Linked DNA regions of Mus musculus: region 2 is linked to region 1. The links are chromatin contacts, called in public HiChIP or PLAC-seq maps. All regions are on one chromosome and are shown on one strand. The core of a region is the stretch at or near the end of the contact, and the rest is flanking DNA. Distances in the headings are between cores, read along the strand shown. Region 1 has its middle 89 kb from the start of Esr1. Region 2 overlaps Esr1 (estrogen receptor 1 (alpha)).

Region 1 (6,843 bases), core at 2,558-5,057:
GAGAGGGTAACAGGGTATCACTCTGTTGGAGGGACATTGCTCATGTTGCTTTGGTGTCCTTCCCTCTAGTCCATTTTCAGACTTCACCAATCAAGCAAAGGGCTGCTTCAAATCTAGTGTGCAACCAAACCAAACCAAACCAAACCAAACCAAACCAAACCAAATCAAAACAAAACAAAAAAAGATTCATAGAAAAATGTTTTCTAGGAAAGGCAAAACCCAGAAACCAAGAGTCAGCTCACTGTAGCACTTCTGTTGCATAAGCAGGGTTCAAGTGCAGAGTATTAATCACTGAGAACAGTTCACAAATTATTTGTGTTCCGATGAGACAGGCCCTCAGTCTCCTTCCTTCTCACTGTTTGGACTTGGTCCATCTCACTCCTTCTTCAGCATTGAGAGTAGAAAGGACATTTAAATGTGCCAATTTTCTCCTTGTGGGAAGCCTCACTCATGTGTTGAGCAAGGAGAGAGATTTATATTGTTACAGAGAAGAAGGCTTGGGGGAAGGTTCAAGGCCTTAATTTGTTCATAGGGAATGCTATCATCTACCACCGTTTATATTTGAGACTTGAACACACCAGGCAGGTTGTAGAAGTAAAAAAGTGTGGCTAAAAGCCTGCACTTGACTTCTTCATCTAGTTCAGTTCAATTTATTGCCCCCCCCCCCAAAATTATCAAACCTATTCTCAGAGGAGAAGTATTTTCTGTGACCACAAGGAAACATCTGTGAGGTCAAACCTGAGCCAGTCAGAACATTTAGCATGTGAGGTTTAGATTTCAGGAGAAGAAAATTAATCAAGGAAACCCTTAAAGCTATGAAGAAGGCAAATCAGAAAAGTCTCTTATCGCTGGCAAGCTGAGGCTCTGAGTTCATATTAATTAAGACATGTCAGACTCCACAATGAATCAAGTAGGGAGTGTCATATTCTGGTAACTTTGGAAGCCAGTGTCAGTCCTGACCGCCAGGATTTATGGTAGATTATATAATGGAATCTTGAGTTCTGAGACATCAAAGGAAAGTTCTGGCTCTTTCCTCATGCACTCTCTTAGGTCAAGCCTACCCAGCAACAAGCCAAGCGGAGGGCTGAGCTCGTAGAGACTGCCAAACCTGATAATGCATAACTAGAGAGTAGCTATGGAGGGGAAAAATGTGGACTGAAGTCAGGTAAAGACTGCCAGGCAACTTGGTTAACGTCCACAGTCCAGTTCTGCTCAACAGCAGCCAATCGCTGGCTTTGTGTAGTGATTTAGAACCAGTCTAAAACACTAGGGCAGAAGAAGTAAACTTTATTACCAAGGTGGTTGCATGCTCGTGCAAACGTTCTCCACATCAGTATCATCTGTGATTGTGTCTAATTCTGAGTATCTACAGGGAGCGGATTTTACTCTCTTTCTTACAGGCGTGGGCAGAAGTGCTGGAGGAAGCCTGTACCATCTGAGGGAACACCTGGGAAAGGTTTCTTTCATTTTTCTCCCCTCCAGCGTACACACGCTCCCCACTGAAAGGCCAATGCTTTCTATCACTTGGGATTCATCAAGTTTATATGTTTGTATCATCTTAATTTTAGCAGGACACAGGAACGAAGTATATCAGCCTACAGGATGAGGTTTGAATTACTTTAGTTAACACACACACACACACACACACACACACACACACACACACACACACAAACACACACACACACACACACACATACACACATACACAAACAGTGGCAGAATCAATGTGGTGTTTTTCTCTTCTGTTGGATACGGAAACCACAAACTACTTAATTTGAGCAGGTGTTTCCCAACTCAAAATTACAGCCATCAACCCCTTGTTCACTGTAAACCTGTCAGGGTGAATTCATTTTCTAGTAGACTTCTCTCCCTCTCCCTCCCTCCCTCCCTCCCTCCCTCCCTCCCTCCCTCCCTCCCTCCCTCCCTCCCTCCCTCCCTCCCCACTCCTATTCTCTCTCTCTGGTTTTCCAAGACAGGGTTTCTCTGTGTAGCCCAAGCTCTCTTGGAACTCACTCTGTAGACCAGACTGGCCTCGAACTCACAGAGATCTGACTGTCTTAGACTCCTGAGCACTTTGATTAAAGTCGTGCACCACCACTACCACCCATCTCATGTGTTCTCCTTTCTTTTGAGAAAAAAAGTTTGTAAAAAAGACCCACTGTTTCTTGTAATTAAAAAAAAAAAGATATCTTAACATTTGAGACAGATGGATATAACCTGTACATTTTCACCTTGACATAACACTTAAAAAACAAAAACAAAAACCTAGGGCCGTTCCCCTCCCCCTTCCCCTTCTCCTCCCCCTCCCCTCTTCTCCTTTTTACTCTCTTCCCCTTCCTTCTTCTTCCCCTCACTCCCCTTCCTCCTTCTGTTCTCTCCCTTCTTCCCACCCCTTCCCCTACAATTTTCCTTCCCAGATATATATCGAATCCAGGGTCTGGCATCCTGATGGAGGTTGCTCTACCACAGAGCCACGCCCCCTTCAGGCTTGGCTGAAGCATCTTTACCTGCTATCAGGGAGACTCACCGCCTTGCTTACAATACAGACTGCCTGCCCTAAATAGAGATCCCTACCCTCAGTGTTTTTTTTTTTTTAAAGCTTTTAAATTGTATTTTTCTCTCTCACAGCTTTGCAATAGCTGTTAGTAAGCAAAAAAAACATTCCCTTCTTCGACGTTATGACCCTTTTCTTCTACTGCTAATTGAATGGCGTTGATAAGGAGCAACATGTGAATTCATGTTTAACCCTAAAATGGGGAGCAGACGTATGTATTTCCAGTTGCTACTTAATAATGGCCTTTCAGTAATTAAGAGCCTTCTCCTCTGAACGTAATTATTCAAAGGGACAGTGGAAGCTTTGTAAAAGAATGTATGCCCATGTAAGCAGGCGAAAAGTCATTTCACATGTATTGTGGACACCAGTCGTAACATGTTTTACTTAAAAGTTAGAACTGAAAAGGTCTTACTGACTTCCAAATCCATTTCTCACTTCCTCCATTGAGCATTTTGAACCAGCTCACAGCCCTTTTGGAAAGCCAGGTCTCTGTTACTACAAATGTCCACATTGTCTGCCCTGCCAGCTGCGTTCGTTAGCAGTTTTCTCCAGTAGCAGGCCATGTGATATAAAATATCGAACGTCCTCTGGCTTGTAAATATCATGTTAACCTTCAAAGCGTTCGAAAGCGCAGGAAATCTGAGTCAACAGAATAGTATGTAAGTTTATTTTTATAGAACCTGCCTGAACTGCAAGGGAGGGGCGGGGCGTGGACCCAGGCCTGCCTGCCAATCTGCGCTGCCAGTGAACTAAGCCTGATCCCACTGAGAGCCAGGCCAGCGGGCTTCGGTCAACTTGCTGACTTCCTACTTGCAGAACTGGGCAGTTCCGGGGAAGCACTTTCAGGAAATCTTCCGTTGACACCGTGTCTGTCCAACTGTGTAGGAAATGAAGGGTTCTAGCAAAGTTTTTACTCAGTGACTAATCAAAATATTAGATAATTTTGCTAAGCTGGAGCTTAGTCACTATCCTCAGAAGTGCTGTGGGACTTGTCCGGCAAGTCTTCAGGTCTATCTGATCAACCGTCCTCAGGCACAAGGGACCTTCTTAGCCCCTGCCTGGAAGGACGTGGCCGACCCCGGGCTGTTTAGGAGCACATACCCACTCCCCCACACCCCCAGCTCCTCTGGCTTATTAGTTTAGACAGTTAGGGTTCTAATCCCACTATGAGGAGTCTGAGCAGTGGTGAATCTGCCCTCCCGAAACCTCTGTGGCCTTGTGGGGATGGCTGCCGGTTGGCGTTTCCAGGAAGACAGCGCCTGCAGCTATTTGCCAACTCCATGTTGGCAGCTGGTTTGATTCCTCTTTTGGATAGCAAGAACAGCATGATGAAGAAAAGGCAAAGGGGAGGGCTTGGCAAACAACGTGTCCTTCATCTTGATGGGGATTGCAATGTGCAAAGTAGGTTGCCAGCCATACTGTTTCCAGTACAGTTTCCTTCCCCCCCTCTCCTCCCCATGTCCCTCCCCCTTTCTCTCTCTCTCCCTTTTCCTCTCTTCTTCTCCCCTCTTTCTCATCTCTGTCCCTCTCCCCCTCCCTCTCCTCTCTTCCTCTCTCCCTTTCCCCTCTCTTCCTCCTTTCTCCCTTCTCTCCTCCCTCCCTCCCTCCCTCCCTCCCTCCCTCCCTCCCTCCCTCCCTCCCTCCCTCCTGTGTGTGTGTGTGTGTGTGTGTAGTCTATGAACATGTCTGTATGGATATGTGTGTCAGTACCATACCTATGCATGAGGAGGTCATCTTAGTTTTTGAGAGGAAGTCTCTCACTGAATATGCATCTCACTGTAATGGTTAGAATGACTGACCAATGGGCTCCAGGGGCCAGGCCACCTCTGCTTCTTAGTGCTGAGATTGCAGACTCTGCACACATCCTTTGTGGGTGTTGGAGATGAGAACTCATGTCCTGTGTGACAAGGCCTTTAGCCGCAAAGCCATCTTCCCTGCCCTGTAGTTGTGTGTTTCTATGCACGTGACAGTCTCTGCAACGACTTCTATTTTTCTTCTAACTTTTTTTTCTACTTTTGAAGTCCTGGATTCAAAATTGATTAATTCCAGAAAGTGGGGTTGTTGCTAGGATTTTGATACAAGTCTGAAAATCAACCAACCAACCAACCACCAACCAACCAACCAACCAACCAACCACCAACCAACCAACCAACCAACCAACAACCAACCAACAACCAACCAACCAACCAACCACCAACCAACCAACTGACCAAAACCCACCAGGACTTGGGATACCATTGAACGCATCTCCCCGAATAACTGCCATTTCTCTTCTGTCACCAGAATCATCCCTCTTCGTGTTTGTTGGGGCTAAAAAATAACCCAGATCTTCTCTCTCCCACTCTTGCGTGCATTTATCTGTTAATGCTAAATTCTATTCTTAAGTAGAAACTCTAAAGGGCTGAAAAATAACATTTGAAGTGTATGTCAATAGATTAGCATGGAGCCCACCTGTGGGTCTGCTTCCTCCCCACTCTTTTAAAGCCAGCTTCCTGTAGGTACAAGGCAGTTCTTTAAAGTCCTGTTTTTCTCTTTGCTAGATGTGAGTTGTCAAATAGTTAACACCAGAACCAGGCTTTTATCACAGTGACAAATACCCTGAAAGAAAATTATTTTGAAGAAGGGAAACTTCAGTGTGGATCACGGTTTCAAATATTTCAGTCTTCTGTCCTGTTGTGGAATGTCGGTGTTGAGGCAGAGTGAGAGTGAGAGTGAGAGTGAAAGAGAGAGAGAGAGAGAGAGAGAGAGAGAGAGAGAGAGAGAGAGAGAAGCAGGGAGGGAGAGAGAGGGAGGGAGGGAGGGAGAGAGAGAGAGAGAGAAGGTAAGATGGAGCAGAAATGCTCATCTTGTGGCCTGAAGGCAGCTGAGGAAGAGATACAGGAAGGTGCTGGGGACAAACTTTATCCTTCTAAGGCATGGATCCAAATTCCTCCAAATGGACTCAACCTCCTAATCCCACCAGTTCCCAGAAACCATTAAACTGTGCCTCTAGCAAGAGATTAGTGTATTAGTGAGGACAGAGCCACCTCTATCTAGTGCCACAGCTGGGGACCAAGCCTTTAAGCCATGAGCCCTGGATGGGTACTTCATATCCAAACCACAGCTCTGTGCTTTGCAGACAGCAGCTCATTTGGCCTTTTTTTTTCAGAGCTCTCAGATAAGCAGCAGGATACCCCAGCCCCCCTTACTAGCATAGTAACCCTAGCTTCAGAGAGATTGTGTAATTCCCTGCAGATACCTTGTTGTGAATGAAGTCCATGATAAGGCTTGAACTTGGGAAGAACCTGCAGGCTCTTGGCCATTGTAAATCTGGGTTTTGGCTATCAGTGGAGACAGTACTCGGTCTGCTGGAAGAAATAGAAACACTACAAGGAAAGGAAAAAGTCTTGTCCCTGGAAGTACTTATAGTCGATCTAAAAGGGGGAGCTTGGATTCACTGTGAATTAGCGTTCCCTTCTCTCTGCTGCGGGGCGGAGTTCTGTGATTTCCTCTCCTGCTTTAAAGCCTGTCCACTTGGGCACTGAGTCTGAGCTTCTTCGTGCGGCTTTATTCCAGGTCATCATTCTGAGTACAGTTTCCTGTCTACACTACAGGAAATACTTAATTGAGTTGACATACATGCTATTTCTGTATCTATCTATCTATCTATCTATCTATCTATCTATCTATCTATCTATCTATCTATCTCTCTATCTATCTACCATCTATCTATCATCTATCTATCTATCTATCTATCTACTATCTATCTACTATCTATCTATCTATCTATCTACCATCTATCTATCATCTATCTATCTATCTATCTATCTATCTATCTATCTATCTATCATCTATCTATCATCTATCTATCTTGTATCATCTATTATCTACCCATTTTACTTAGCAGAAAGACTATTTCCCAGAATCTTCTTTCATTTAATTCAATTCCATGTCTGCTTCTCTCATGTTAGTGAAAATGTATTCCAGAATTTAGTTTCACACCTGAGAAGCCAAGGGACCTCTGACCAGTCAACTGTGGCCACACCTCAGCTTCGCTTTCCTAGTGAACTCTGACATGGGTTATTTGGGGGAGCTCTGGAAACCCAGGAATTAAAGATGGCGATGACTCAGCTGCACTGCAGAGGGAAGGATGAGCCACAACATTGGGAAACCACACACAAAGAGGCAAGAACCGACTGGGGCATTAATGGCTGTCCCTTTCTACTAACAAGCAAGCCGCCATTATGACTCCTAATTCTCCATTTGAGACACACCTCTATTCCTATTGGTACCTATTTGCTGTGATT
Region 2 (6,843 bases), core at 3,099-5,598, 270 kb after region 1:
TAAGGAGAGTATGAAGTGGTGGCAGTGAGTCTGGGATACAAAGAAAGAAAGCTGTCAGCTGTTTGTGGGGTGACACCAGGAATTCCCCCAGGTTCCTTGGGTTGTGTCTAGGATCCACAGTTGTCACTAAGCTGCTGCTACTTTTCCTGAGGTCTACTATGAAGGCAGCAACAACCCTCTCAGTCACAGGCATCAGGTTGACTCTTACCCCTTCCTGCAAGCTACTTAAAAGCAAGCATTGGTGATCAGTGAGATGGCTCAGAGGTTAGAAGCACTTCTGCACCAGCCAGGCAACCTAAGTCCTGTATCCTGGACCTACAGAAATGTGGAAGGAGAGAACTGACTCTACCATGATGTCCTGAGCACCATAGCACATGCCCCTCCTCCAACATCATGCATGTGTGCCCCCCCACAGACACACACACAGACACACACACACAGACACACACAGAAACACACACAGAGACACACACAGACACAGACACACACAGACACAGACACACACAGACACAGACACACACAGACACACACACACCACTGATGCATTGAGAAAGTTAGTGTTTCCTTTTTCACAACTTGGCAGAAGCTTCTGGAAGCTCAAACACAGCTTCATATGCCAGCTAATGAGGGCATCTTATTTGATAGTAAGGCTTCATATGACAGCCAGTGAGGGCATCTTGTTGATAGTAAGGCTTCCTATGACAGCCAATGAGGGCATCTTATTGATAGTAAGGCTTCATATGACACCTAATGAGGGCATCTTATTGATAATAAGTGAAGTTTTACATACTGTAAATATTCTGAAACACTCCCCACCAAACGGCTCTGTGGCTGTCTCCAGTCACAGATGGATGCCGGACACTTTCTGCTCATTAATTCCTTTTACCTCACTTTAGATGCATGGCAGCTTGTGTGAAGCAGAAGAAGTCAGCAGCATTTCTGCAAAGGACCAGATACTATATATAGGCTTTGCAAGTACTGTTTCTTTATCACAGATAATCCATTCTGCCACTGTAGTGTCAAATTAGCTGCATGTAACATATAAACAAATGGTCATGGCTGTTCCCCAATAAAACTTTACTCAAACACCGAGGGGTCATCAAGGGCTGTAATTTTCTAATCCCTGATGGAAAGACAAAGACAAAATGTGCTCGGCCCATTAACACCGTCACTGAGTTTTCTCTAATTTTCTAAAACGCATTGAGCAGGAAATGGCAAAAATGACGACAGAGCGATCTAATTTAATCATTGTGATAATGGTGGCTCACACTGCATGTTTGCTGTGTGCCAGGCATTTTGCTAAGCACTTTACATGTTTTATATGATCTGTAAAGTGAGTGCTCTCATTATTCCCATTTACAGCTCACGGCTCTGAGTCACAGATAGCATAAATAGACTGCTATGCTCATACATCGAACTGGATGTCTAATTCTAGGTTTCTTGGGCTATCATGCGAATGGAAAAAGATGTCATTAAACTGAGAGGAGGGGCATGAGGTTTGCTCTCAGTAGTCTCGATTAATATCCCAAGGCTGCCCTGGAACATAGCACATTACCACTGAGCCTCACCTCTCTTGCCTATGAGCAATTAATTAGCCTTAGCATCTGCCCTTCTCCCTGTGAGATTGGTGTCAGGGTAGAAGGCTACATAAGTGTGTTCTCTGAACTGTGAGCATTCTGTACATGTTATTAGTGTGTGTTTGCATCTAGATTAGTCTTTTTCTTACATGAAATGTAAACCTTTTAAGTGAAAGTCTTTCAACTAGAAAAGCTTTGCCTTTTGACTCTTTGCTACTTAGCTAGTTCCATCTCTCTGCTCCCGCAACACTTGCTCCTCTAGGGTTTTGATCTGTTGTATCTAGATTTGAGACTCTCTCCTCACTACCTCATTATGATGGGAAAGGAAGCAAACATGTACACACACAAATACATATGCACACATATGCATACATGCACACACACAAATGCACACACACACCCACACACTTATGCAGGTATGCATATGCATATCTATGTTAAGAGGGGAGGAAAGAGAATGCTCGATTCCAAGAATTGTTGAGATAAAGCAGGTGACAGGAAGGATGAGATGGAGAGAATGCATGGTTAGGTTTACACAACCCAGCAATCATCCCCGTGTATCTAAGTCTTATAAATGGTTGACTAGGCTAGCACAGTTTCAAGACAACCATATAGTTTCCTTCAGCATGGCATCTGGCTAAATTCTGGTAGCTCAGTCACTGGGATTAGATACTCCATGTTTCCCCATCTTGGTGGATGAGTAAAGCAGAAAAATGGAAGTAACCCTGAATGTGTCCTTTCTAACCAGGCAAAGTCTGTCATGATACTGTGTTCAGGAAATTTTCCATTTATTTATTTTTCAGTATTAGTGTTTTAATAATTCATTATCTAATTATCTAATTCATTAGCTCTCCTTTATACCTATTAAAAAATCTATAACCATTCGATGCAATAGCCAAGGTTCTTCAGGAAAACAGGTCTATAAGGATTTATGTATATTTCTGTCTGTCTGTCTATCCAGTTATCTCCTTCCATCCATTCATCATCTATTAAAGATTTTTTAAGTCTTTTTGTTTATATGATGTGTGCTTGCTTATACAGTGTGTATGTTGGTGTGTGTGAATTTGAACTTATGACCACAAGCTGTGTATAAAGCACTTTATTTATGGAACCATCTTCCCACCCCATCTAAGATTAGCTTTTGAAGGATTGCCTCATGCACTGGAAAATCTGAAATCTGCAGGTCAGGCTGGTAGGTCAAAACAGGTAGACTTTGTGTAATTATTGTAAGGCAGTATTCTTTCGTAGAGACCTCCTGGTCTTTGCCCTCAAAGCCTTCAACAGATGGGGCAGGTCCCATACACCCAAAGAAATGAATTCAGTCTAAGTCAATACCATTTAAAAATGGTAATTACCTCTAAGACAACTTTCACAGACACAAGATTAGAAACTGACCAACAACTGCATCTGATACTCCAGCCTAGTTGGTGCATACAATTAGCCATCACATATGGTAAATTATCACATTCTGTCTATAAACCTGAACTAGAGAGAAAAGCTAGAGTTTGAGTAGACATGGTGGAAGGATTGCAGGGTAATGAGCCTTGTAGCTCACTCACTGGTAGATGTTCCCTTAGTTTGATTTCAGCGTATAGCATGTACATTAATGTAAATAATATTCTTTGTTAAAAATAGAGATGATAACTAGGTGCATTATTTGAAATATCCAAGGAATCCTAAGGAGTCCCTTTCTGGCTCATCTTTTAGGGTTGTGAATTTTGTTATGTTCAATAAAGTAGACTCTACAATTTTCATTTAAAACCCCAAACCTAGGGAGAATAAAGAGGAAGAAAGATTGTCACAGTTTGTTTTCATCAAAATCTTGGTGTTTTAGCTTCCGTGATATTTGGGGTGATTTCAGATACTCTCTCTAGTCATTGGAAGTAAAACAAGTCTATCAACAGGAAGTCCATTGACAACATGCTTGGAGAGGTGACTGACGTAATGAGGCAAGTTTGTACCTAAGAGCTCACAGTGAATTGACTCAGTGAATGCTTCTTTCACTAAGAACACTACAACTACAAAACTTCTTTGGCCCAAATTGTTTGGAAGCTGCACTGATGCAGCATGTGATAATAATCATACTTATTACAGTGTTTTGTGATGCTCAGGTTTGGGTTAAACGAGAAATACAATTAGGAGCAGCAGCAATTCCCTTACATTTAGATTTTATTTCACATTTTGAAAACACATATAGCCTCAAAGTAAAAAATGAAATTAAGCTATCTTTATCTATTCTCATATTTAATCTTTTATGTAACATCTTTGTCATTATTTGATTATCTCCCAATGACAAAATATATTTATAACTACCTTTTGCTCCAAGTTTATATATATATATATATATATATACACACACACACACACACACACACACACACACACATACACACACACACACATACAAGAATTACATCTACCATTCAACATAATGGAAAACATTGAATTGAGACTTCTTGAAATCTAAAAGTGTTTATTATCAATTTCCTTTGCTGGTATTACAAATGCTAAGTGCTATGGAAAGCCCATTGAAAACAACTGTAAGTACTGGATAATATGTTGAAAACTATCTTTAACAATGCATCACTGAGCTGGCAAAAGAGTATGGCATTGTAAAAGAACAAAAGGATGTGAAAACAGGAGCCCTGGGAGCCAAGAGAGTCTACTCATGTTTCTACGACCTGACAGCATCAAGATCCCCATTCTGACCTGTACTCAGAACAGCAGGACAGCTTTACATAAGTCTTAAGCCACATGAGCCACGCCCTGGAATGGCATTGGAGTGAATGGAAAATAAACCCAACACAGGAAGGAACACTAACCAAACTTGCCTAATGTAACTTTGGCTGAGAATAGAGGAAAAGATGCACCTTTAATACGTGGGCACCCCAAGCTAATCTACTGTGTGCTTGCTTCAAGGATGGGGGTTATCCTTGCCTTCTGTAGAAACCATAGTCAGGGTCCTTCAATGTGAACCTAGGGAGAGAGTGATGACAGAAATCTAGCAAAGACAATTCATGAATTGATACTGGGGAATGGAACTCCATGTTGGTTCTCAAGGATTTCTCACTAAAAAAGATTTCAAAGGACATGTGTCTGATCAGAAACCATAGAGCAAACATGAAATGCCTTGCACAAGCCACCAGGATTGTGAGAAAAGTAAAATAAACTTGTAGAACCAGCCTCAGGGCTTCAACCAGGGGTGCTTTTGACATGGAAGATGATAGGTATGCATGAAACAGAGGTAAGGAATGAAAGAAGGCTTCGATGTTAGCAGCAAGAAGGAAGATGAACAGCTGGCTGAACAGACTAGAAGACAATAAAAACAGTCTTTGATAACAAAATAGTGTAACTATGGTGGTAAAAAAAAGTTATAGATGGGCCAAAGATGGAATGAATGGAGCACTAGAAAAATTATTTAACTGAAGAATATCCACATATCCTGGATTGAACAAAGCTCCATGTGGTTTCTTTGAAGAGTTATTCCAGGGATGTTTCAGCTTCAGATTTGGAGATAAATTTTTCTACAGAGGACACCAAGTACCAATAAGTTTGTATGTTGGAGAGCTGTTCTTAAATTACTCCAGTTCAAGATTTTATACACACACACACACACACACACACACACTCCTGTGAGGATTAGTTTCAGTGCAGTGTATGGAAGTACCACCATTTTAACCAGGGTTACATAAGGCCACCGAGCAGAGAAAGGAAACACACAATGTTCAGAGAGCATAGCAGCCACATAGCTCCTAGAAATGTTGAAAGACAGCAGACATTGGATTTAGAAGCTTGCGATATGCAAGCAGAAATGGAAAAAAAAATAAATCCTCAGCATGGACCCATATGGTGGAGTGAGCAGAACACCGAGAGTGAAAAGCTTACCTTGAATACAGCTGGAGAACAGACAGATCCTTCAAAGGCAGAGGCATGCCAGTGAGAAGCCAGCGCACAACTCCAATAGGCAGAAGGACATAACTGCTGAGTTACAGCTTCGATAGGGAAGCCATCTGTCAACCTAGAATGATGTGATGATGTCAGCAGACAGAAAGTTTCGTGAGCATGAGTGTGTGCATGCCTGCATACATGTGTGTGAGACCAAAGATAATTTGGAGCATGCATTTTAAACCTAGGAAATAAGATTCTAGCAATAATGTCTGATCTTGTGTTGGGGCTAGATATTGAGATGAGAAAAACAAGGATGAATTCATGAGACAATGGATGAAGCTAAAATACCACAGTACGATAATGATTTATAGGTTGGGATGAAGAAGAGGCAAAGTGTCATGTGAATCCGGCATCCTTTGCAACCTTTCTGTGTGCCTGACTGTTATCTTATTGTCAGGGTATCAGATGAACTGATTTGGGCTCAGCTAGAAATCTCACTTGTTTTTTTTCAGGGATAGGGATATAAATCTTGACATATTTGCTTTCTAAGTACTAGGTCATATAAGGAATTAAAATTCAATGAGATTTGACTGCCATAGTCTTACTAAGGATAATATTTGATGTTGACTGTTCAATAAGTGTTATTTTGATTTTGCTCTAGGTGATATATATTTTTTCTTTTAATATTTTTAATTTTTTAAAAAAATGTAGGGATGATTTTGCTTCAGATTCAAAGACTATTTCATTATTTTGACTTTCAACAATACATAGTGCTTTTAAAATTCAAATTTTTCCCCAATAAGACTTTGAGAATAGTCTCATCAACATTCAGGATAATTTATCCGTTTTAATTTTTCTCTTTTGGGTGGTATTAATTTTTTTAAAAATTATTTTTGCCATTTATTTAATAGTTTAGTACCTCACCCAAATTCATCTGTAAGCATGGCTGATTTTAAAATGTATTTTGAAGTGAGGCCTCACTCCTTCATGAAGAGGTACAGTCAATGGCTGTAGAGAGAGGGAGAATCAATCAGTTTTCTCTAGGAATGAGCCCCGTGATGACTTATTCAATCCCAAGGGTCAGCCCTAAAATCATGCACTTGTAAGCAACACTAAGTAGACCCCACAGATTAGTGTGCAACAAGAATAATTATGAAGGAAGAGAGCATGAAGTTGTCAGGGAGTGGGGGGGGCACAGGAGGAGTCGGAGAAGAAGGGATAGAAGTGATATAAATACAGTATTCATGTGTGAAATTCCCCACCAAAATAAAAAAAAAATGACTAATGAAAGAGAAAACAACACAGCAATCAGCCAAAAGCTAGTCATGGCTGGTAAAGAGGATGAAATATTTATTCAGTTTTGCATGTTTACTTTGAA

The links. HiChIP or PLAC-seq counts read pairs in DNA pulled down with a chosen protein or histone mark.
Region 2: a contact with region 1 is called in an H3K27ac HiChIP or PLAC-seq map of a colorectal cancer cell line, with 3 times the contacts expected there. The contact joins two enhancer-like sites. A contact is called at or near these places in 3 of 39 promoter capture datasets (hippocampal neurons, liver and pre-B cells), 1 of 15 datasets of contacts at CTCF or cohesin (large pre-B cells), 2 of 484 Hi-C or Micro-C datasets (adipose-derived mesenchymal stem cells and uterus), 2 of 115 datasets of contacts at active chromatin or transcription factors (bone marrow-derived macrophages and a colorectal cancer cell line) and 2 of 9 other capture datasets (adipose tissue and liver).

Annotation. Positions count from the first base shown.
Region 1 is chr10:4,617,829-4,624,671 of GRCm38.p6, forward strand. It overlaps a transcript of Esr1 not described here. Among named protein-coding and RNA genes, the nearest start is that of Esr1, 89 kb to the right of the region's middle. Within about 2 kb of position 3,808, at least 113 of the 459 cell types and tissues checked have an H3K27ac peak or open chromatin away from gene starts, as enhancers often do. A contact at or near this core is called in a colorectal cancer cell line, where this site is marked.
Region 2 is chr10:4,884,798-4,891,640 of GRCm38.p6, forward strand. The region is part of intron 5 of Esr1 (estrogen receptor 1 (alpha)); the gene reads left to right. Among named protein-coding and RNA genes, the nearest start is that of Esr1, 180 kb to the left of the region's middle. Within about 2 kb of position 4,349, at least 1 of the 459 cell types and tissues checked has an H3K27ac peak or open chromatin away from gene starts, as enhancers often do. A contact at or near this core is called in a colorectal cancer cell line, where this site is marked.